Regions from separate parts of the Mus musculus genome. Here regions 1, 3, 4 and 5 are each linked to region 2. Evidence: chromatin contacts called from public Hi-C, HiChIP or PLAC-seq and promoter capture Hi-C data. All regions are on one chromosome and are shown on one strand. Each heading gives the region's core, a stretch centred on a gene start, on an enhancer-like site or on the middle of the called end of the contact. The rest is flanking DNA. Distances are from core to core; before and after follow the strand shown. Region 1 holds the start of Ubash3b (ubiquitin associated and SH3 domain containing, B). Region 2 holds the start of Sc5d (sterol-C5-desaturase). Region 3 holds the start of 1700063D05Rik (RIKEN cDNA 1700063D05 gene). Region 4 holds the start of Hspa8 (heat shock protein 8). Region 5 holds the start of Crtam (cytotoxic and regulatory T cell molecule).

What was found. Hi-C and Micro-C count contacts between places; a contact is called where the count stands out from the background. HiChIP or PLAC-seq counts read pairs in DNA pulled down with a chosen protein or histone mark. Capture Hi-C pulls out chosen DNA fragments and counts their contacts.
Region 1: an H3K27ac HiChIP or PLAC-seq map of large pre-B cells shows a contact between it and region 2, with 4 times the contacts expected there. The contact joins the promoter of Ubash3b here to the promoter of Sc5d in region 2. A contact is called at or near these places in 2 of 39 promoter capture datasets (hippocampal neurons and stem cell-derived epiblast-like cells), 2 of 115 datasets of contacts at active chromatin or transcription factors (large pre-B cells and thymic regulatory T cells) and 1 of 9 other capture datasets (liver).
Region 3: a Hi-C map of regulatory T cells shows a contact between it and region 2, with 7 times the contacts expected there. The contact joins the promoter of 1700063D05Rik here to the promoter of Sc5d in region 2. A contact is called at or near these places in 4 of 39 promoter capture datasets (the 3T3-L1 cell line, embryonic stem cells, frontonasal cranial neural crest and 1 more), 1 of 15 datasets of contacts at CTCF or cohesin (large pre-B cells), 7 of 484 Hi-C or Micro-C datasets (CD4 T cells, CD8 T cells, cerebellar granule neurons and 4 more), 6 of 115 datasets of contacts at active chromatin or transcription factors (the NIH/3T3 cell line, Th17 cells, astrocytes and 3 more) and 1 of 9 other capture datasets (liver).
Region 4: a contact with region 2 is called in an H3K27ac HiChIP or PLAC-seq map of thymic regulatory T cells, with 9 times the contacts expected there. The contact joins the promoter of Hspa8 here to the promoter of Sc5d in region 2. A contact is called at or near these places in 1 of 39 promoter capture datasets (pre-B cells), 2 of 484 Hi-C or Micro-C datasets (B cells and CD4 T cells), 2 of 115 datasets of contacts at active chromatin or transcription factors (regulatory T cell precursor and thymic regulatory T cells) and 1 of 9 other capture datasets (adipose tissue).
Region 5: a contact with region 2 is called in a promoter capture Hi-C map of liver, with 3 times the contacts expected there. The contact joins the promoter of Crtam here to the promoter of Sc5d in region 2. A contact is called at or near these places in 1 of 39 promoter capture datasets (pre-B cells), 2 of 484 Hi-C or Micro-C datasets (CD8 T cells and regulatory T cells), 2 of 115 datasets of contacts at active chromatin or transcription factors (astrocytes and large pre-B cells) and 2 of 9 other capture datasets (liver and macrophages).

What each region holds. Positions count from the first base shown.
Region 1 is chr9:41,156,490-41,160,539 of GRCm38.p6, reverse strand. Ubash3b (ubiquitin associated and SH3 domain containing, B) reads left to right here and starts at 2,478. Exons shown (of 14, transcript NM_176860.6): 1 at 2,478-3,241. The coding sequence starts at 3,114. It overlaps Gm35657 (a long non-coding RNA gene), which reads right to left and starts at 1,897. Exons shown (of 8, transcript XR_870644.1): 1 at 914-1,897.
Region 2 is chr9:42,262,190-42,266,194 of GRCm38.p6, reverse strand. It overlaps Sc5d (sterol-C5-desaturase), which reads left to right and starts at 1,895. Exons shown (of 6, transcript NM_172769.2): 1 at 1,895-1,989.
Region 3 is chr9:41,204,247-41,208,656 of GRCm38.p6, reverse strand. It overlaps 1700063D05Rik (RIKEN cDNA 1700063D05 gene), which reads right to left and starts at 2,502. Exons shown (of 5, transcript NR_040392.1): 1 at 2,328-2,502.
Region 4 is chr9:40,799,948-40,804,057 of GRCm38.p6, reverse strand. Hspa8 (heat shock protein 8) reads right to left here and starts at 2,782. Exons shown (of 9, transcript NM_031165.5): 1 at 2,710-2,782; 2 at 1,931-2,140; 3 at 1,435-1,640; 4 at 1,167-1,319; 5 at 529-1,084; 6 at 116-318. The coding sequence starts at 2,135. It overlaps Snord14c (small nucleolar RNA, C/D box 14C), which reads right to left and starts at 475; the gene lies at 389-475. Snord14d (small nucleolar RNA, C/D box 14D) reads right to left here and starts at 63; the gene lies at 1-63.
Region 5 is chr9:41,003,059-41,007,344 of GRCm38.p6, reverse strand. It overlaps Crtam (cytotoxic and regulatory T cell molecule), which reads left to right and starts at 2,717. Exons shown (of 10, transcript NM_001281954.1): 1 at 2,717-2,804. The coding sequence starts at 2,759.

The DNA of each region.
Region 1 (4,050 bases), core at 1,229-3,728, 1.1 Mb after region 2:
GGGGCCCATCATTTTCTCTGCCCTGCAGTTTTCCAGAGGCAGGGAAAAGCAACTGAAGCAAACTGTCCAGAGAAACAGCTCCAACAAACGGTATCAAGGGGCACAGAAGGCAATCACACAGAGCATGGGAGGCATGGGGAGGGGGGCAGAGGTCTGCAATAAAAACACTTGGAAGGAGGCTGATGCAGGAAGATCTTCAGTGTGAGGTTAACCTGTGCTACACAGGAAGACTGCCACAAACAATAGACAGACAGAAAGAAAGACAGACAGACAGACAGACAGACAGACAGACAGACAGACAGACTCAACTGTCTTATGGTTTGGCATCCTCTTTGTCGTCAAAACAGTAAGTGGTTGTTGGCTTACTATGAAAGCTTATTTTTATCAGACTTATTCATTTTATTTTATGTGTCTTTTGCCCACATACATGTCTGTGTACCACATGCATGTTTGGTGTTCACGGAGGTCAGAAGAGGGCATCGGACTCCGTGGAACTGGAGTTACAGAAGGTTATGAACTATCCTGTAGGAGTTGGGAATTGAACCTGGGTCCTCTGCAAGAGCAACAAATGCTCGAGAGGGATGAGCCATCTTTCCAACACACCCCCTCCCCCAAAGTTGGAATTTAAGAAGAAAACTTGGCGCAGTGAGATGGCTCAGAAGAACACTGAAGATCTGAGTCCCGTCCCTGGGATTCACACAGTAGAGGGAGAGAACTGATTCCGGCAAATTATCTTCTGACTTCCACACCCACACTGCTGTGCTCTTGTAAAGACACACACACACACACACACACACACACACACACACACACAGAATAAAAAAATAAAAAAAATGTAAAAGAAAATATCACAATGTAACTTTAAGCTCTTGCATTGATAGAAAGAAGTTCTTAGCAAGAAGACAGTACATACCTAGGACATGGGTGCAGGTTTCTCAAGAGAGAGTCACTTCAGCATCCGGCCAAAGCACAGACAGAATGAGCCACACATGCACAACCCTAAGGACAGCACCATTATCTAGTGAGGGCTCACTAAACTGGAGCCGCTGTTCTGTGCACAGCTTTGGATGCACAAAGTGCTGCCATAGACAGTATTTTCTCTTGATTGAAATCCAGATCATCTGGCTCAAGCCCAGATATCTGAAAAAAAAAAAAGACTTTAGAATGCTGGGTACTGTCCAGTAGACTTTCCTGAACACATCCCAAGGAGGCTAGTCTATGGATTATGGTTTTCTAAGCTGCTTCCAACCACTGCCTTAGCTAGACATTTCCTCTGCTGGGAAGAAGAAACTCCCCCACCTAGGAAATGTGAATTGCCCTTGGTCTCTTTCATAACACTAGGCAGAAATATGCAAATTCCTACCCAGGCTTCCTCTGTCTCACCTTCCCACTTCCAAATGCCACGGATACTCTGAAGAAACACCAGTGGAGGATGGGAGGTCAGGGGATTAAACTTTCATTTTCTTGGGTGCCTTATAAAGCAACATTTAAAGCTATGGCGAGGGCTTTATCCATCTTGGTCACCCTCCTCCCCCTTCCCTGCACTCTAAGTAGGCAAGCAGGAAAGAGCTTTAGTGCCTGGGGAATCTGGAGCTACCGACTACCCCTGTATAGATGGGACTACGAGGATGTTGGGGGTAGAGGTAACCCATTTGGGGGAAGAGGTGACCTGTTCGGGGCACCACGGGGAGTCAAAGTTCCATCTCTTCACGCTGGAGCTCTTCAGTTTTCCTCTGTCCCTCTGAGCTGAATTTTCTCATCTCTAAAAAAACGAGGCTATACAGGTAGGCATCCTCAAGGGCGCCATAAAAGGCCCATGAGTTAATTCAGCCATTATGCTCAGCACAATCATGGGCACACAAATGGATCCAATAAACATTAGGTATTATCATTGTCGTCATCATCATCATCATCACTCCCCCCGCCCCCACCCCCCCACCCCGAAAGAAGATCTGTGCCTCTTCTATTACACCAAATGGGATTGGTTCTTGATTGAGAACAATGCCTTTGTCTCCAGGTGATCAAGCTTTAACAGGCAACAGCAGTAATGACTTCTGTTCTTTGAGGTGGAGGTTGCTGGTCCTACTGGGGTGGGGGTGGGAGCTCACTTGTGGCTCCTATGCAGCAGGGATCCCGACTCCCGACTCAGAACCCTTTTATAGACAGGGTGCGCACTCACTCATGAAAGTCAGCTCTTTCCATTCGGAAGTGCTATAATTAGTGTCCTTTCTCTGTTCCTTCTCCTTCTAGCTCCTAGCCTTTCATTTCTCTGCTTCCCCTCCCTTTTTTCTTCCCCTTTCTCTTCTCCCTTCCTTCCTGGCCTTTGCCCTCTCAGGTCCTTCCATTTCCAAGAATCAGAGGCCCTTTTCCAGAAGTCGCTGTCCAGTCAGTCACTGAGGGCTGTGAGGTACTCGGCCTACAGTGATGTAACAACTTTGTAACTTTAGCGAGATCAATTTGAAGTGACACCTTTTCCCGGGTCTTATGGCTTAGCCTTCTGGACCTCTCCTCCATCCGTGCAGAGGGTTTCCATTACTGACCTCGCCAATGATCAAATGAAACGTGAAATGGGCTATTCTGAAGCCCGGAGGCCCAGATGGATCGATATGCAAGCCAAGGGCAGAGCTACGGCTCTGCGAATCCAAGCACACTGGCCTACTTCTGGAGACCTTCTGTCTAGAAGCAATTCCTACTATGGCTGGCTGTAATCCAGCCAGCCCAGCTTGGGCCGGCGCGGGCGCTTTAAGAGAGGGGCGGGGCCCGGCGCAGGCAAGGCAGGGCCTGCCCACAAGGCTGCTTTTCCTTTTTGATCCATTCAAAAATTACTCATTGCAAATTCCCGGACAGCTCGGGGAGGAGAAGCTGGTGGGGCGGAGGACAGAGAAGGCTGCAGCGGCGCAACGCTGGGACTCCGGGACCCCGCGGGCTGAGGTCGGACCCGCAGCAGCCACCGGCCCGCGCCGAGCTCCAGTGGCCTCTCCAGGAAGCGTCAGTCTCCGCCCGGAGATCTGGGAGCACCGCCCCCACCGTCCTCCCCGGACCCCCAGTCCCCGGCGCGCGGGCGATGGGCGGCCACTGAGCGGGCACTCGGCACCGCGACCCCAGCCCTCGGCATGGCCGCGCGCGAGGAGCTGTACAGCAAAGTCACCCCGCGCAGGGACCGCCTGCAGCGCCCGGGCACAGTCAAGCATGGGTCGGCGCTGGACGTGCTCCTGTCCATGGGCTTTCCCCGCGCCCGCGCGTAAGTCACCCGCCTGGGCCCCGCGACCCTCGACTTCGCTCCGGCTCGCCATCCTGGCGCTGCCTGAAACCTGCTTAGGGGAACACGATGGGCGCGCTGGCGGCGGGAGTGTCGGGCTAGGGGATTGCTTGGGGATGCTGGACGGCCGGGGTATCAGGTTCGAATCCCGGGTTTCGCTGGTAGCTCTGGGCGGTTCGCGCGCGCTCCCCCAGAGGTCTCTTATATTAAGCCCGGGAGAGGCGGGTCCCTTGGAGGACTTGGATCCCTTATCCATCCAGAGTGGTGAGCTGTTTGGGAGCGGAGGTTAGGGGTCGGTCTACTGGTGGCTGGCGAAAGGCGAGGGGCAGCGGGGCAGGGTGGCCGGCGCCCCCGCTGCAGAGGCTTCCAGCTCCGGATGTCGCTCTTGAGCTCCCGGCTCCCTCCGGAGTGGGAGGAGCGGGAGCGTGGGTGTCGCTGCGTGTTCATTGATAAGAGAGGATGGAATGGGAAGAAGTGATTCCTCCAGGGGACCAGGGTTCTCGTCAGTGGTGACGGCAGCGCAGAAAGCTGTGGGTGCTCAAAAGTATGGGGCGGGGTTGGGGGGGGGGCTGCCCTCCTGCCTCCTCCTTCCTTTCCGAGGGTGGGCAGGTGAAGGGCAAGAGAGCACAGGTGGCTGTAGCTGTAGCCTTCTGGGAAGAGCAGGGTTGCCAGCGACAGCCTGCAACAGTTCTCTGGAGCCGGTGCACACCAGGGCAAGGGGCTGGAACCTCTCCTGATAGAAAGCCGTCGCCTTCTCTGGTTAATTCCTGGCTTGCTTATTTCCTCGGTGG
Region 2 (4,005 bases), core at 646-3,145:
GTTTATTAATTCAATAGAATGACAACCATCCCAGGAATATCAGAAGATGAAGTGTCAGAAAATGATGAGACGTGCTCAGAAACTGAGTTGGCTTTCATCTGTATTCTAGTATTGGACCATACTTTATTTTATAAACAGAGAGGAGGCTCCTGGCTGTCGAGGAACAACTTGCTTATAGAAGGAATCAGAGTGGAGTCACCCGGTTGCTTCTCCTTTACATCTACACTTCTAGAAATTGCCCAGATGGTGTCAATTTTGGGGATGGGAGAGGAGACCTTGGGAAGTACTACAGTGGAAGCCCCAGGAGAAAGCTGATGACCAGACCCACTAAAGCAGTGCAAAGCCTAGGCTCTCACTCCAGAGCTCACCTGTGGAACTCACACATACTCCTGTCTAGTTTCTCTTAGTGTGGTGGCTGGTTTTCACCACAACTTGCCACAAATCAGCAACGACTGACCAGAGAGCCGCATGGTCCTCATCGTCTCTGTTGATATCAAAGAAGCTACCTTAAGCGCGTGCAGCATTTCTGCCAATAGGCCCAGGAGCAGAGTAGAGAGAGTATGATATCCCTTTAGCTTGCTTGGTCTTCCATCTTCCCCTGGCAGCTGAGCTTGCTTGCTGCTGCTGTCTTTGGTGAAACCCAAACTATTATTTCCAAACTTCCATTGTTGGCTGAAGGCCAGGGACTCTCCAGGTATACAGGAACTGCTGTGGCACTGAGCCTGGTAGACAGACGCTCTACCAGGCTGTTCATTTTTCCAATGTGAGACAGCCATTATAGGACTACTCTGGCTGGCAAGGTAACCAGCCTCGTGGATGGAACAGCTACTAGGGGTTTAGTTCTTCTGGGGTGAGACAACTGTTATTACTTTAAGCTAGTTTCATAAATTTTTTATGTATGTATTCATCTTATCAGTTCTGTTCCTCCAGAGAACACTGGCAAACACACTTTGTTAAGTGTAATTTATAGAGTCATTTTGGACTAGGCTTTTGCCTCAGAGCTCTGGAAGATCAGATCTGGCCAGAACTGTCTCTCATGCTCAATATATCACTTAATCAAACTGGCTTTTGAAATGCCTGGCTCCTTCTAACCAAAACAAAAAAACAAAACAAAACTAATCAATTGGTAGGACCCTGATACCAGAAACAGACGACAGGTCAATCCTCTCTGAAGTAACTCTGAAGTACTAGTCTTTTGGGCCTTTCTTCTTCTTAGGTTCTTTTCATTTTGGCCAATACTGCTGATCCCTACTGCTCACCTTAGGGAGCTCTTGTATTTTATAGAATGGGCTGCTGTCTACATTCCCGAGTCATAATTAGCCAATTTGATCTTTAAGTTCACCTCCCCCACCCCTATCTTTACCTATGTAAACCAGTTGGGCCAGATCATAACCTCTTTCTCTATTTTTATCGCTATTAATAATTGCTTTTTAAATTTACTCTGCTACACATAACTTTCGATTTACATATTTTAACGCTGCATAAGAGGACTTGCAGGGAAGTGACAAATAACTGCGGATTGATGAACGTTTGAGTCACAAAAATGGGACAAAAGACTCCACCATTAACATCAAAGGAAGCGTCATTAATCCTACTTCAGGCTGTCATTTTGCATTCATCCCGGGTCCTTTGCACGATTCTAGTCAACTTTCTGGGCGGGAAGAAAGTGGGAAGGAAAGCAAGCTTCGTCCGCCCCGTAGCAGCATCATGAAGCGCCTGGATAGTCCCGGCAGAGTGCTGGACCTGGTTCGGGGGTGCGGGGAGGCGTGGGGAGCGCGGGACGCCTACGCGGCGACCACGTGACCGCCGCGACCGCGCCGGTCCAGGTCGCGCGATCCGCCGTCACATCAGCTTATTGCGCCGGCTGCTGATTGGCCGGCTGCCTGCACATGGGCGGGGCTCTGCTGAGCGGGCGGTGTCTCGGGCGCTCTGGCTCGTACTCTCCGCTGGCTGTAAAGCCGCGGCTGACGGAGCTGCTGGGCCTGGCAGGTAGGTTCCGTGCGCTGGCAGCTGGACAGCCGCGAGTGGGAGGACCCGCGGGCGGTCGCGAGGATCCCCGGGTGCCCGGCGCCGGTACGGCATCCGCCGCACCCGTGTGGCCGTCCCTGCTAAAGCGCAGGTGGCATGGGGGGGTGGGGGTGGGGGTGGGGGTCTGGCCTGGCGGACACCTTGGTCCCCGGGGCCTGCGATGGGGATAAGGTTATATGGGAGCGGGGAAGGACCCTGGCCCGGTAAAGCTGGGTCCCTGCCAGTGCTAGAGGTTGCCTGCCTACTGTGAACCCCACATCCAGGGTGAGGTGGGAAAAGCTGGTGATTTGCTTTGCCACCGGCACTTCCTGGAGAAGGTACCAGGTTGCGAACCAGCGTCCGATTGAGGCCTAGGGAGGGTGGTGGGCCGTCACTCCCTGCCTTTCTGAAGACCATACGCTGTAGCGTGCACACTTTAAGCATCGTTAAGAAGTCACTCATACTGGCATCCCTTCTTATTGCCGAGTAAATTGGGAGGTGGTACAAGTGGAAACAATATCTCGGCGGCAGCGAAGTTATTTGACTATTTTGTGTTAGTTGAGTTTGCATTTTCATTAGTTGTGTTAAAGTGCTTACCTTCTGACCCTTACTGTCTTACGGACTTTTGCATTCATCCTGTAATATAATGAACGTGGAGAACTCAGAATTCCCCATCTGTATTTGTGACTCTAGGGAAGTAATGCTGTGTAGAACTTTTTGTGTAGGCTTTACACATCGACTGCTCCTTACAGAACAAAGCTGTTTAAGGCATTGCGCCTTCACTGTCCTGTTTATTAAGATTATACGCGGACACACGTTATAGACTTGTGAGAATTAGATGGGAGAATCTCTCCATCACTCCTCCAGATGTGTAAAGGCCGGATGAGAGGTACTGCAGAGCATCCAAGAGCTTTGGAGACTGAAGCAGGAGAATGCAAGTTCCAGGCCACATAGCCAAAGGGGGGAGGGGTGGAGTGCTTAAAATAATATGTAGTATTTTTTAAATATATAAATGGCTAGTTATTGTTCCTGTACTTTTTTCAGTTAAGAAAAATATAATAGTTTTAAGTCATTTAAGTATAATAGTGGATTTATATATGTTTACTTATTTATCTGATGCTGGGATAGGAACCAAGGCTTTGGACATACTACACCAAAGGAATATCCCTGAATTATACCCCAGGCCCATTTAATTGATAACCATGTTTTAAAGTCAAAAATTGTGGGTTTTTTTTCTGCCAAAGCAGTATACTATTTAACGTAAACTTACATTTCAAGCAATAATGCCTAATTATCTTAGAGTCCATGAGCTGTCTTTGACTTTAAGGGGTTGCACCTTTACAATTTACATACAATTTGGTATGGCCATGTGGGTGTTTCTCACTGTCTAGCACTTGATGCTGGTTGAATTGCTTTTTTTGAATTGTGAGTGGCATATATGATGGGGAAATGAGCACCTGACATTTAATGTAATTTAAGTTTTTCAGGATGAGAGAAAACATGTGTGGCTCATTCCATAAGCAACAGGCTAAGTTCCTTAGCAAACACCTCCCAGCTGTGGCCGATGCTGCAAACCTCTGGTTTCGGCTGTTTGGGAAGCTGTAGAGGGAGTGTGGCCTGAGTAATGAGCTTCAGGGAGAAGGGCAGGGGTAGGAAAGGTTTTTAATGAAGAAACTGAAAAATCCCAGGGGAAAGCGACCAAAGGATGGAGACGCAGAGCCTTCACGGGAAAAGTGTCGTGTCATGTGGTACAAATATATGAAGCTGTGCTCAGTAGCACTCAAGCTGACTATGGAGTCAGCACCAAGATAACCTTTTCTTCCCTGATGCGTTGAAGGTACTCCAGGGGTTGTGGAGAGATTGACACTGTCTTCCATTGTTTGAGGATGCACGAAGCAGTTTGGTACCTGTGGGGGCAGTTGAACAACCTGCACTAGGTTACCACTTCGTGCCTGTAAAAGTTTACTTAGTACAGGAGCAGTCGTTGTGTCAGGAGCA
Region 3 (4,410 bases), core at 1,253-3,752, 1.1 Mb after region 2:
GGGATGTTCCTTACTGGCTTGCCTCCCCTGCCTTGCTTAGCCTGCTCTCTTATAGAACCCAAGACTACCAGCCCCGAGATGGGCCCACCCACAAGGGGCCCTTCCCCTTTGATCACTAATTGAGAAAATGCCTTATAGCTGGATCTCATGGAGGCATTTCCTCAACTGAAGATCCTTTCTTTGTGATAACTCCAGCCTGTGTCAAGTTGACACAAAACTAGCCGGTACAATATGTTATCTGATTTTGTGTTCATATGTATTTTAGGGTGCGCTTGTGTGTGTGTGTGTGTGTGTGTGTGTGTGTGTGTGTGTGTGTATTTCTTGTAGTTTTCTCTTTTTTCTTCTTTTTTATTATTATGTTGTTGTCTTGCCTGTTGTTTTTTAGAGAGAGATTGAGAGACAGAGAGAGATCGTATGGGGTGGATGGGGATGTGTCAGAGGATCTGGGAGCAGTTGTGGAAGGAAAACCATGATCAAAATGTATAATATGAAATTTTTCAATGAAAATAAAATTAGCAATCATACATTGACTCTGTATTTGGGATTTTTGTGCAGTTTTCTTGTTTGCTTGCTTGCAATTCATGGTAACTTGGAAGCTCTGTTATAAACTGCAGGTAACACTTTGCCCACTAGATGGCAGCGCAGCGCTGTCGTTACTTCCTGACAGGCTACCTTTGCTGTCTACGCATTTGCCTTACATAAAACGCCCAGTAAATCTTTCAAAAAAAAAAAAAAGCCAGTCTTCTTTAAATCTCCCTAAGAATATTTCAACCCAAGATACTGTACACCTCTTCCTAGAAATGACTTTCTACTGTAGCTGTTTGGGTGACTTTTTATAATTATGCTATATATTAATAGCACGAAACCCTATAACCTAGCTATTCTGAGGGATGGTTAGACATTGTGAAGAAAGAAGACAAAGGAGTCCTAAAGGCTCATTTTTGCCGTTTCGAAGGTCGTCACCACCACCTGACCGAGACGTGGGCATGCGCAGTTTCGGTTCTGAGTGTGTCTTAAGCGGACGCACAGAGTGACGTAACTCCTTAAAGAGAAGCAACGACGAGCTCAGCGCTGCCACCCAGTGGCGCCAGCAGCTCTTCATTTCCAGGCTTGTATAAACCAGACTTAGTCCTGTGGAGCATCTGGTCCACAAATCCTCTCAAAGGATCAAATCCTCTCTTCACAGTCCGTGTGTCCTTTTGGCGACACGGTGAGAACTCCTCACCTCCGCCTCCCCAGGAGTTGTCTGTGTCTAACATCAAGGCCCTCTCTTTTTCCTGACAATGACGCGTTCCGGAAGGAATCCTGGGCAGCCTTGGGTTTTCTCTCTAGAGCTCCCAGGCACTGGTCCTCCAGCTGGAAGCCTGGGGTTCAAGGGAAAGCTTTGAAGAAGGAAGCAGACATGTTCTCTCTAAGCAAGAGCAGCACAATTTTCTAGGGGAGGGCCCAGTCACAGTTGCACACAGACTGAATGCTTAGAATTGGGTTTATGTGACAGTAAAAGAATAAATTGTACCTAACGAATGAATCCCATCTGGCAAAACAACGGAGTTCTCTTCTCTTAGTTATTTACAAAATAAAACAACAACAACAAACGGGGGCTGGGGCGTATTTCCAGCACAGAAATATTCCCAGGACAGCCCTGCAATGCAGTCGCTATACAACATCAGCAAAATGTCCAGGAGTGCTGTGCCCTTTCTAATGCTCCGCTGTCTGCTAGGGCACCCCAGGACCTTCTGCTCAGAAGGGAGAGAATTCCCTTGAATCGCATCTCTGGAGTTCTCCTTTTCTCAGTTGCCCCTCCCACCCCCTACTGTACATCCCTAATACAGTCATTCTCTCCCTCTGCTCTCTCCAATGTCTACCTTGAGTAGCTCTCTCCCTCTTTGTCCTCGGCAATTAGACGCGGGGGCGGCAGTAATGACGTTCTACGATGCCTTATGACACGGGTCTTTCTCCCATTTCATTGACTCCCAAATTTGCTCATCTATTGAAATCACTGGGACGCCTGGTGTGGAGAAACTTAACTATAATCCCAGGACTTGGGATGCTGGGGCTGAAGGATCAAGTTTAAGGCCAGAGTGGACTAACATTGTGACACACAGTTTCATAAAGAGCAGAGCAGGGTTAAAAGGCTGAAAATAAAAAACAAACCAAGGATTAAGTCAACGCTGGGAAATCGCTCCTCTGCCCATGCTACCCAGCATTCATGCAAATCATCTTCCACCCATCTTCCACGCTTGGGACAGCCCCGCCTAAATAGACGGGCATCTCCATTTCTTCCTCCTGTACATAAAGTGAGTTATTAGCCTGTAACCTAAACTCACTTCAGCTCAAACACTGTCCAAACTCTTCAAACATTGACATCATATAGAAACACAGCTTCTCCTCTGAAAGCCCAGATCTCCTTACGGGAGGTCGAGTTGCTGGGTTTTATAATAACCTAGGGAGGAGCATCTTGTTTTAACTGCAGGGACCCAAGCAAGACAACAAACTACAACTAAGGACCTTCTTGATTGTGACCCAGTCTCACAGAATCTGGAATTTTCAGTGCAGCCTGATAGCTAAACTCCTCTATGATGCAGCCATTGAGGGAAACAGAATAAAAGCCGTTAGACTGGACTCCTAAGAGTCCTTGGGCCCTGGATTTCCTACAGCAGATGCTTAGCTCTTTAAGACTGTAAGGTTAGACTACATCCTGGCTCAGGCCAATTCAGGGACACTGGCAGGCACCCTGCTGGGACACTGTTTGTGAATTCTAAGCTAGCTGGGCTTTCCTTGAGGCACCTCACCTGGGAAGTAAGTTTATATCAAAAGTTGTGCCAATCCTTTTCACCATCTCTTTCCCAGGCTCCTACCTGGGTACCAAGCAGCCTGGCTGCAGGCTCTTGGTGTGAACTTTCCACATCCCCAAGAGCTGAAAGAAGTGGATTCTACCAAGTGGGCTCTGCTTCTCTTCAGAGACCCCACTATGCTGTTTATCCCTGATGCTGGGACATGAACTCTCTCAGAAGCCCCTGCCTTGCTGCCACCCTCTGTCTGTCCATGGTGCTAGTAACAATCATAGTAAATGTGTTAGCCCCTAATCTGCTTCAGTGTCCTGAGCCCACCCCCACCCCCGCATCCAGAGTCACAGCCTCCATCCCTGCCCCAGCTCTCCCTCAATAAAGCCTGTTCTCCACAAGGGGGCAGAGTTTGAACCCAAATCTTGGGTCTTGCCGGTGCCCACCTGCTTGGCTTCTCACATTCTTAGAGATTATTCCCTGGATCCCTTTGTGTCAGCTCACTAATGCTGTTATTCTTGGTCAAAGAGTCCTCTAAACCAACCCCGAGACCATGTATGGCTTACATGTTCCACTAGGCCTCAGACACAAGGAGCAACTAGTACAAGACTCCTTTCTCACAGATTGCAGAGCTTGCTGTAGACCTTTGCCAGACTTACCCTATATCAGCACCAGCTAACCCTGAAGTTACCCTGCAATATTACTGTGTAGTGACAACTGGAGTCCCAGTCAGTGTTCTGCGTAACGTTCTGTTGCTGTGATAGACACCAGGACCAAAAATGAGTTGGGGAGGAAAGGGTTTATTTTAACTTGTAGGTCACTGTCCATCATCAAAAGGACAGATGTTGCCGGTGGGACTGAAGCAGAAGCCGAGAAAGCAGTGCTCCACCATCTCAACCCCAGGCTCATCTTCAACTACATTTCCCATACAGCCAAGCTTCTTATCCTAGAATCACCCAGTTCTTTCTTTCTTTCTTTCTTTCTTTCTTTCTTTCTTTCTTTCTTTCTTTCTTTCTTTCTTTCTTTCTTTCTAAGATTTTATTATTATATCTAAGTACACTGTAGCTGTCTTCAGACACACCAGAAGAGGGCATCAGATCTCATTACGGGTGGTTGTGAGCCACCATGTGGTTGCTGGGATTTGAACTCAGGACCTTCGGAAGAGCAGTCAGTGCTCTTAACCACTGAGCCATCTCTCCAGCCCCCATCCAGTACTTCCACTGTTACGATGTTCAGGTTGGTCTGGTGCTGCTATGTATTCAGATGCTAAATACTGGCCCCCAAGACCTGGTTGCTCTCAATGAGCAGATCCTTATGTCCACCAAGTGATGCTCTGTAAACTCTGCTTATTTGCTTATATGTAAACTTTTGTTTTATTCTCTGACTAGTTAGAGAAATGGCTGAGGAGATTCTCTGGGGAGAATAGAGGTAGTCGGGGTTTTGATTACCAGGCAGAGAGTCGCAGGTTGGAACCACAAGGAGAGAGAAGAGGAGGAAGGAGGAGAAAGAGAAAGAAGATGGAGAGAACAGGAAGTGTCCATTAGTCAAAATGGACCAGGAGCACACGGCCAAGTGAAATGCCCACTGAGGACAATGATGGAGCAAAAGTGACACGGGAAAGACTCAA
Region 4 (4,110 bases), core at 1,533-4,032, 1.5 Mb after region 2:
ACTAGCCAACACAGCATTTCTGGTGGAAACTACGAATGGTTTTGGAATCCATCATCACAGCGAGGAACTTCCCTGGGCTTTCTATACAAGCTACAAAATTCTAGGGACAACATACCTGAATGAGTACACCAGGCTGGTTGTCAGAGTAGGTGGTGAAAGTCTGTGTCTGCTTGGTGGGGATGGTGGTATTGCGCTTGATGAGGACAGTCATGACTCCGCCAGCAGTTTCAATACCAAGGGAAAGAGGAGTGACATCCAAGAGCAGCAAATCCTGAACGTTCTCAGACTTGTCTCCAGATAGAATGGCTGCCTGGACAGCTATAAAAAGAAAAAAAATGTTAGAAACAACGCACTGTAACTGCAGTCTACTCAACATATGTATGTTTCATTCGCTCAGACATCCAAGGAAGGAACTAGCCAACACAGTACTTCTGGTGGAAACTACGAATGGTTTTGGAATCCATCATCACAGCGAATCTTACAGGACTTGTTGAGATTATAAAGACTATAAAGGCTGTATGTATTTACCTGCACCATAGGCAACAGCTTCATCGGGGTTAATGCTCTTGTTCAGCTCTTTTCCATTGAAGAAGTCTTGCAGAAGTTTCTGAATCTTGGGGATTCTGGTAGAACCACCCACCAAGACAATATCATGGATCTGTGACTTGTCCAGCTTGGCATCTCGAAGGGCCTTCTCTACAGGGTCCAGTGTGCCACGGAACAGGTCAGCATTCAACTCCTCAAATCGAGCCCGGGTAATGGAGGTATAGAAGTCAATTCCCTCATAGAGAGAATCAATCTCAATACTGGCCTGGGTGCTGGAGGAGAGGGTGCGCTTGGCCCGCTCGCAGGCCGTGCGGAGACGGCGGACAGCTCTCTTGTTCTCACTGATGTCTTTCTTGTGCTTTCGCTTGAACTCAGCAATGAAATGATTGACCATTCGGTTGTCAAAATCTTCTCCACCTAAGTGGGTGTCTCCAGCTGTTGATTTGACCTCAAAAATTCCATCCTCAATAGTGAGGATTGACACATCAAAAGTGCCACCTCCCAAGTCAAAAATGAGCACATTCCTTTCAGCTCCGACCTGTCAAATAAGACATTCTTAGCTCAGGCCTGTTTCTGGCAAGTTAACCCTAACAAAGTTGTACTTGATTTGAAATGCCTACCTTCTTATCTAAGCCGTAAGCAATAGCAGCAGCAGTTGGTTCATTGATGATTCGAAGTACATTGAGGCCAGCAATAGTTCCAGCATCTTTTGTTGCCTGTCGCTGAGAGTCATTGAAGTAAGCGGGCACTGTGACCACAGCGTTGGTAACGGTCTAAAAAACAATGAATTGCACAATTGTTTGGTTGGCAAATTCCCGATCAGAATGTGTGAATTAAACATAAAGGTAACACCCATCTCAAATGGCACCTGTTAAAAAAAAAACCCACCTTTCCGAGGTACGCTTCTGCAATTTCCTTCATCTTTGTCAGAACCATGGAGGACACTTCCTCTGGGTAGAAACTTTTTGTCTCCCCTTTGTATTCCACTTGGACCTTGGGCCTGCCTGCATCATTCACCACCATGAAGGGCCAGTGCTTCATATCAGACTGAACAACAGCATCATCAAACCTACGCCCGATCAGACGTTTGGCATCTGTAAAATATTAAACATACCTCATCACACTCCTTAGTGCCTATCACTGCAAAAAAAAAAAAAACCAAAAAAACAGAAAACAAAAACCTGCAGCACCCATCTAGATGGACGTAATCTCTAGTGCAGGAAGCCAAGGCCCATATTTAAAATCTTGTGGCCTTATATTGTCATATTTAAACAGTTGCAATCTCAGGCTGCAGTTATTAAGGCAGATCTGTTTCTACATTCCAAATGCCCTGCCCCCCAGCCCTTTTACTCATGCTAGTGGCACAAAGATGCTGGCGACTTACCAAAAACTGTGTTGGTGGGGTTCATTGCAACCTGATTCTTGGCCGCATCCCCAATTAATCTCTCTGTGTCCGTGAAAGCAACATAGCTTGGCGTGGTGCGGTTACCCTGGTCATTGGCAATAATTTCCACCTTTCCATGCTGGAAGACACCCACACAGGAGTAGGTGGTGCCGAGATCAATGCCAACTGCAGGTCCCTTAGACATGGTTGCTATTAGAAAAAAAAAGGAGGGGGGCTAAGCACTCGCTTTCCGGCTTTTATCCAGTCCGCAGTGGGTCTGGACTTGGTGACCCAGACCTATCACCTGAAGCCACGCGGCAGGCTCGTGGCAGCAGTGCTGCAGTATAGGTGGTCTGTGCCAAGCCTGGCACAGCCCGCCCAAGGCTCAAGGAACCATCTGTCCTAAAGGTCTGCGACAATGGTGGAGCACGTGGCCACCTCCGAGCGCCCCCCGAACCCCCCCCACCCGGACCGCGCACCGCGGGAGCCAGGATCCCCCTTTCCCACCTCGGGGGGCCCTGCCCTGTGGGCGCCGGGCAGAAGCCTTATATTTGAAGTCACAGACAGGATAAAAAGACCAGGGCGCCTGTGGCTCCCCTCCCCCGCCACGCGGAGCCACAAGGCCATGGCGGCGCCGCCCTGACTCAGCCCATCCTCCGGATCTGCTGCAGTCTCTGTCCCTGGTGGTGACGGCCTGAGCTGCAGCCGCCGCCTAAGAGACTCCCCGGGACTCCTGCACCACCCCGGACCCCCGCAAACCCCCGAGTCCCATGCCTCACCTTGTGTGTAGGCCCAGCTGCGCTGACGACGAGACCACACAAATGCCAGGCAGCTGCCTCCGCGTTCAATGAGACCGGTTTCCGCCCGCTTCCCTCTCTCTTATACCCTGTCTTAGAACCTTCCAGAAGGGTGCCGCCCCATCCCGCTGCCGATCATAGCTTCTTAGCCAATGGACGACCAGCCCTTGCCGACTGCACTAATGAAGAGCCAGAACGCTCGCCTAGGTCCCGCCTTCTCCCCGCCCCGCCTCGCGATGACGCACGACCGCGGCGTTCTGGAACTTTCACGCTCGCCCCCGCTCTGGGAACGGCCCGGGGGGAGCGGAGAAGGCGGGGCGCCGGGAGCCCGCGCGCGGGAGTCCTCTGTCACTCAGAGCTGCTGGGGGAGGGGAGAGGGTCGCCGGCGAGTGCGCGTGCGCGACCCGGCAGCGCAGGCGGGAGGGGGCGGAAGGATGCCCTGGGAGGAAGGCGGGTACCTCCGCGACGGACCAATGAGAGCAGCGTTCGGCCGGATCCCTACCTCTTGGGACCCCGGGCTGCCTGAGAGAAGAGCCTGAGGGAGGGGGAGTCCGGGAAGAGAAGACGGAAGTGGGGCGAGGACAAAATGGCTGCGAAGGTTGTTGCGCCCCTCCCCCACACGACCCTCGGTCCTTCTCCCTGAGCCCGGCGGTTTCCCGGCCTCGGGCTTGGTCCACCCCAGCCTGAGACTAAGGAGCACTGCTAGGCTTCTTGTTTCGTGCTGCCAGCTTGTGGGAGGCTAAGCCGCCGCGCTATCTCGCTGGCTTTCCCCACCCCTCACCCCCCACAAAATGGGACACCTCGATTCCCCCCCCCCCCAGTGCGGAGGCTCGATCTGCCTGGCTCGCCACATGTCCCCAGGATCGTTTGTGATCCTCTATCAAAGAAATGGCCCAGTCCTCTCTGCTTACCCCTGAGCCGAACGCCCCTCCCCACCTCCGCTGTCCCACAGGGGACAGCGTGACCTCTGTCCCCTCTCTGCTCCACCAGACTCATCAGTTAATGGAATAAATGTACGAAAGATAAATGTTTTTTGTCCCTTTGTGGGTGAGCTAGGCACTGGCATTCCTGGTTTCCGGCAGCCCCGTGTCCTTGATAGAGTGATCGCGACCTTTTTATTTTCAGTAACATGAGGTAATGTCTCTCCTGACTTGACTTTTACCAAAAATTAAACGCCCGGCCGCGCTGAGTCCTTGAAAACGTGACTGAGCCAATGGCCGGAGCGAGTGCTTAGACTCTGAAACCGCAGTGCCTGGAGGCTGGGCGTTCCGGGCCTCGTCACACCCGGCTCTCTAGCACTTTCCACGCGTCCTTTCAAATAGGCAGGGAGTGCAGCTCTTTATTAGTTAGATAGGTTGTCTTTTTATTTTTTAAAGAATACTG
Region 5 (4,286 bases), core at 1,468-3,967, 1.3 Mb after region 2:
TGCTGAAAGGCAGTCTTAGAATTGTAAACTGAAGCTTGCTTGCTCGCTGGTGCCTCCCTTGCACATGTCCATATGAAATACACACAAAGACAAACTACTTCTCTTCCCACTCTCTCCTTTGTTATTTGGTTCCAGCTAAGAACTTAGAAAAGTATGGGAGGAAACTGTTTTTTGCTTTTGAGGCCTCCCACCTACAAGGCCCATTCGTGTGCGCACGCATGCATGAACATGCACACACACACCCACACACCCACACTTCACTGCAGAATAGTTGAAGGCCCCCCCTTGGCCATGATCACCCTGCCTCATCATTTCTCTCCACTCACTGAATGGTCATAGTCTGTAATTTTCCCCCTTGGGGACACTTGTGGGCTGCAGGCTGAAGCACAGTTTATGAGTGATTAGGAAGGACTTGCAGACCACAAGGACATGTCATACAGCAGCTCACTTTGCAGTATTTCCTTCAGGGACAGTACACTTTTTTCCATTAATAAATTCATGTATTCACTTTACAGCCCTATCCCAGCTCCCAGTCACCTCTCACACAGCCCCTCTCCCCATTGTCCCCTTTCCCTCTCTTCTGAGAAGAGGGAGACACCCGCTGGGTACCAACCCACCCTGGCACACCAAGTCACTGCAGGACTGGGCACATCCTCTCCACTGAGAACAGACAAGGTGGGAAACCTAGGGAAACAGGATCCACAGACAGACAACAGAGCCAGAGACAGCACCTGCCTCCTGCCCACTCTAGTTGTTGAGGAACCCTCAAGAAGACCAAGCTACACATCTGCAACATGAGGGCGGGGGGCGCTAGGTCCAGCCCATGTATGCTCTTTGGTTGGTAGTTCACTCTCTGGGAGCCCTCAGGGGCCTAAGTTAGTTGACTCTGTTGGTCTTCCTATGGAGTTCTTATCCCCACGTGTCCCTCAGTCCTTCCCCAACTCTTCCACTAGACTTCCCATGTTCCATCTAATGTTTGGCTGTGGGTCTCTGAATCTGTTTCGTCAGCTGCTGGGTGGAGCCTCTCAGTGAACAGTTATGCTAGGCCCCTGTCTGTAAGCATAACAGAGAGAGTAGCATTAATAGTGTCAGAGATTGGTTCTTGCCCATGGGATGGGTCTCAGGCTGGACTGGCCCTCAGTCTCCGCTCTGTCTTTCAGGGAAAGTTCTTAATCTCTGAGACCAATGGACTCATGCAACATTAAATAAAGTTTTATTGTTGTTTAAAGATTCTTTTAATTTTAAATTATCTGTATACATGTGTGCGCTCTGTCTCTATCTCTGCCTCTCTCTCTCTCTCTCTCTCTCTCTGTGTGTGTGTGTGTGTGTGTACATGTGTATGTACATATAAGTGAATGTGTCTGTGGACTCCAGAAGAGGACATCAGATCTCCCTACAGCTAGAGTAACCAGCTCATGGCTTCAGACACACAGCCAATCAAAGCTAGACTCGTGTGTGGTGTGGTAACTAGAGCGCTGTTCATTTCAATCTTGGAGATCAGGGAAACAGCTAGGGCAGAACTGGAGATGACCGTGACCTCCATGTCCCATTCCTACTAGCCTATGTACAGCAGCTAAGCACCATGACCCAAAGGCTCCCCAACCAACACAAACCAGCTGCAGACCTAGTTTAAAATGCAACAGCCAGCCAGGGACATTCCATTTTTAAATAGAACAGTAAGATCTTCTTTAATGCTCTAGAAGAATTATGTCAAGCATCATGTTAGACTTTAGAATGTAAAGAGTAGTGTTGGGGCTGGAGAGATGACTCAGAGACTAGGAGAATTGACTGCTTTTCCAGAGGACCTGGGTTCTATTCCCAGCATCTAATGATAGGTAACAACTCTCTGAAACTCCAGTTCCAGGGGGTCTGATGCCTCCTCCTGGTCTCTGTGGGCACCAAGAACACACAAAGTACACAGACATACATGCAGGCACAACACTCATGTATACAAAAATTATTTTTTACGAAAAAAGAATGTTTCTCAAGAAGAGAGTCTATTCAGCTGTCCAGTCACTCATGACAACCTCCTCCAAATGAAATAGTCTATCTCAGTGAATGAGAGAAATGAACCTAAATTGTCTATTTGCATATTTTAAACTCTCATCGTAACGAACACATTTTTCTTAAAAACAAACAAGCAGAGAAGGGACTTTTGTGTCATGTCTGATCATCTTAGTGAGGCATGTAAGAGATGTTGGATGCATAGAGAGGAGAGGGAGTGTGCACAGGTGGGGAGATTAGTAAGTAGACTGAAAGACAGATAAGTAGATAAATGGGAAGATTTCGAAGTGAATGAATGAATCAATACATCTAATAACCACTAGATATTGTTGTCCAAGTCAGAAATACAAAATATCCAAGAAGGTTGGACAAAAATTACCTAGCTATTGTTTGCTTAGTAAAGTAGAAAAGCTAAAAACAATGTCCAGACAGAGACATTTACTCTCTCCTGCCCTCTCTCTTCCCCCAGAATCTCATGTCATCACTTGCCATGGCTACCCACTTGTGGCTGAGCAGTGTTTGTCACCAACACCTCGTTCACACCTCTCCACAATGGATAGGACACCTGTGGTTCCCCAAGATGTTCCACCAGGAGGTGTTTTAGGGGCAGCTAACTAAAAGGGGGCTCAGAGAAGGTGGAGGAGGTGACACAGGCAAGGTCACAGAGCTACAGCCTCCCCCCCTTCAAAAGCCTGTGTGTACTTTAGAACCCACAGGAAGCTGTCAGAGACTCCCTCCGTTCAGCACAGCCAGCATGTGGTGGGGAGCCCTCAGTTTGCTGTTCTGGGTGCCGGTGCAAGGTAAGGACTTAGAGTAAATGGATATTTTTGCTCAGCTGACTTTATGGGCTTTTTTGTTAAACCTATCTGTCAGCCAACTGTGTTCTTGGAGGTCGTACTCTGGAAGATAACTCAGGTAACTTTGCTAATACTTCTCTGGCTGTGCTCAACCCACACGTCCAAGGGCAGTTACTCCGTCTCTTATTGAACCTCTCTTCAGGGTGTAGGGGCAGCCTGGCATGCATCTGTGGAATCTGTTGTGATGAAATAAAACCAGCGCCCTAAGTCTATCTTTTGAAGGTTTATCAGTTGAAGGACATTCATTTCAGATTCCAAAATGTCTTTGATGTAGAAGTCTTTGTCAAATACCCTAATTTCTCTAAAATTCAGTTTTTGCATTTTTAGCCCTGACCATCCTGGAACTCATTCTATAGATTAGGCTGGCCTCAAACTCACAGAGATCCACTTCCTGAGTACTGGGATCAAAGGCGTGCACCACCGCCATCCGACTCAATTTTTTTCATCTTTAGATGAGGATGTTAAGAAATGACCTGTCAAACTGCTCATTATAAGAATATCTCAAATTTACACACTCTTTGGAAGTGATGAGGTATTAATCAATTCTAATTTAGTTCCGAGGAATAAGAACCCAGTAAAAACTCTTTACTTTTAAACATGTGTTTATTATTCTATGTGTATGAGTGTTGTGCCTGCTTAGGTGTGTGTGCCGTGTGTGTGCACTGTCCAAGGGGCTCAGAGGAGAGAGTTGGGGCTTTGGAGCTGCAGTTATCCAGATGGCCAGGAGCTGCCATGTGGGTGCCGGGGAATGAGCTGGAGTCCTCTGCCGGAGCAGCGAGTGCCCTTAACCACTGAGCCATCTCTCCGGCCCCGAAAGCTACTTGTTTTGTAGAAATCAGTTCTATTTCACATTTTGCTATACTTTGGTTTTGGGAGCTTAATTCTACTGTCATATTACGAAAATGAGAGAAAGATACAGTGACCTTTTAAGCTTGGGTAAAATTATTCCTACCTGAGTGTGGGGTAAGAGTGAGGGATCATTTCCTGGTGTCCTAAGTCTCTGATGGTCCTTGTGTCCGACGTATAGAAAGGGACCGTGTACAGAGCCACTGTTCAGCTTCAAATGCTTGTTTGTTTCCAAATAGTGACTCTCCTGCTCTATGTCAGGACACACACCTGCCCCTCTCATCTGCGTTCATTTCAGAATGGCAGCTGAGGGATGTGATTTGAGGGGCGGGGGGGGGGGGGGACGGCAAGATTTTGTTTTATTTTACGTGGTTTTTCAATTCCCTGAGCTCTATACGTCACTTAGTGCCTTCCTTTCTGTTCCCTGTACCCTGGGGCACTTAACAAGGATTCTGTTTTGGTAAAGAGTGACATTAGTTTCTTCAGTAAGTGGCTTAAAGAGCAGCTAATGCATTCTGACAGGGTGCCTTTCGATGGCCAAAATGAGTATAGTTTCAGTTACTCCAAGATTTAAAACCT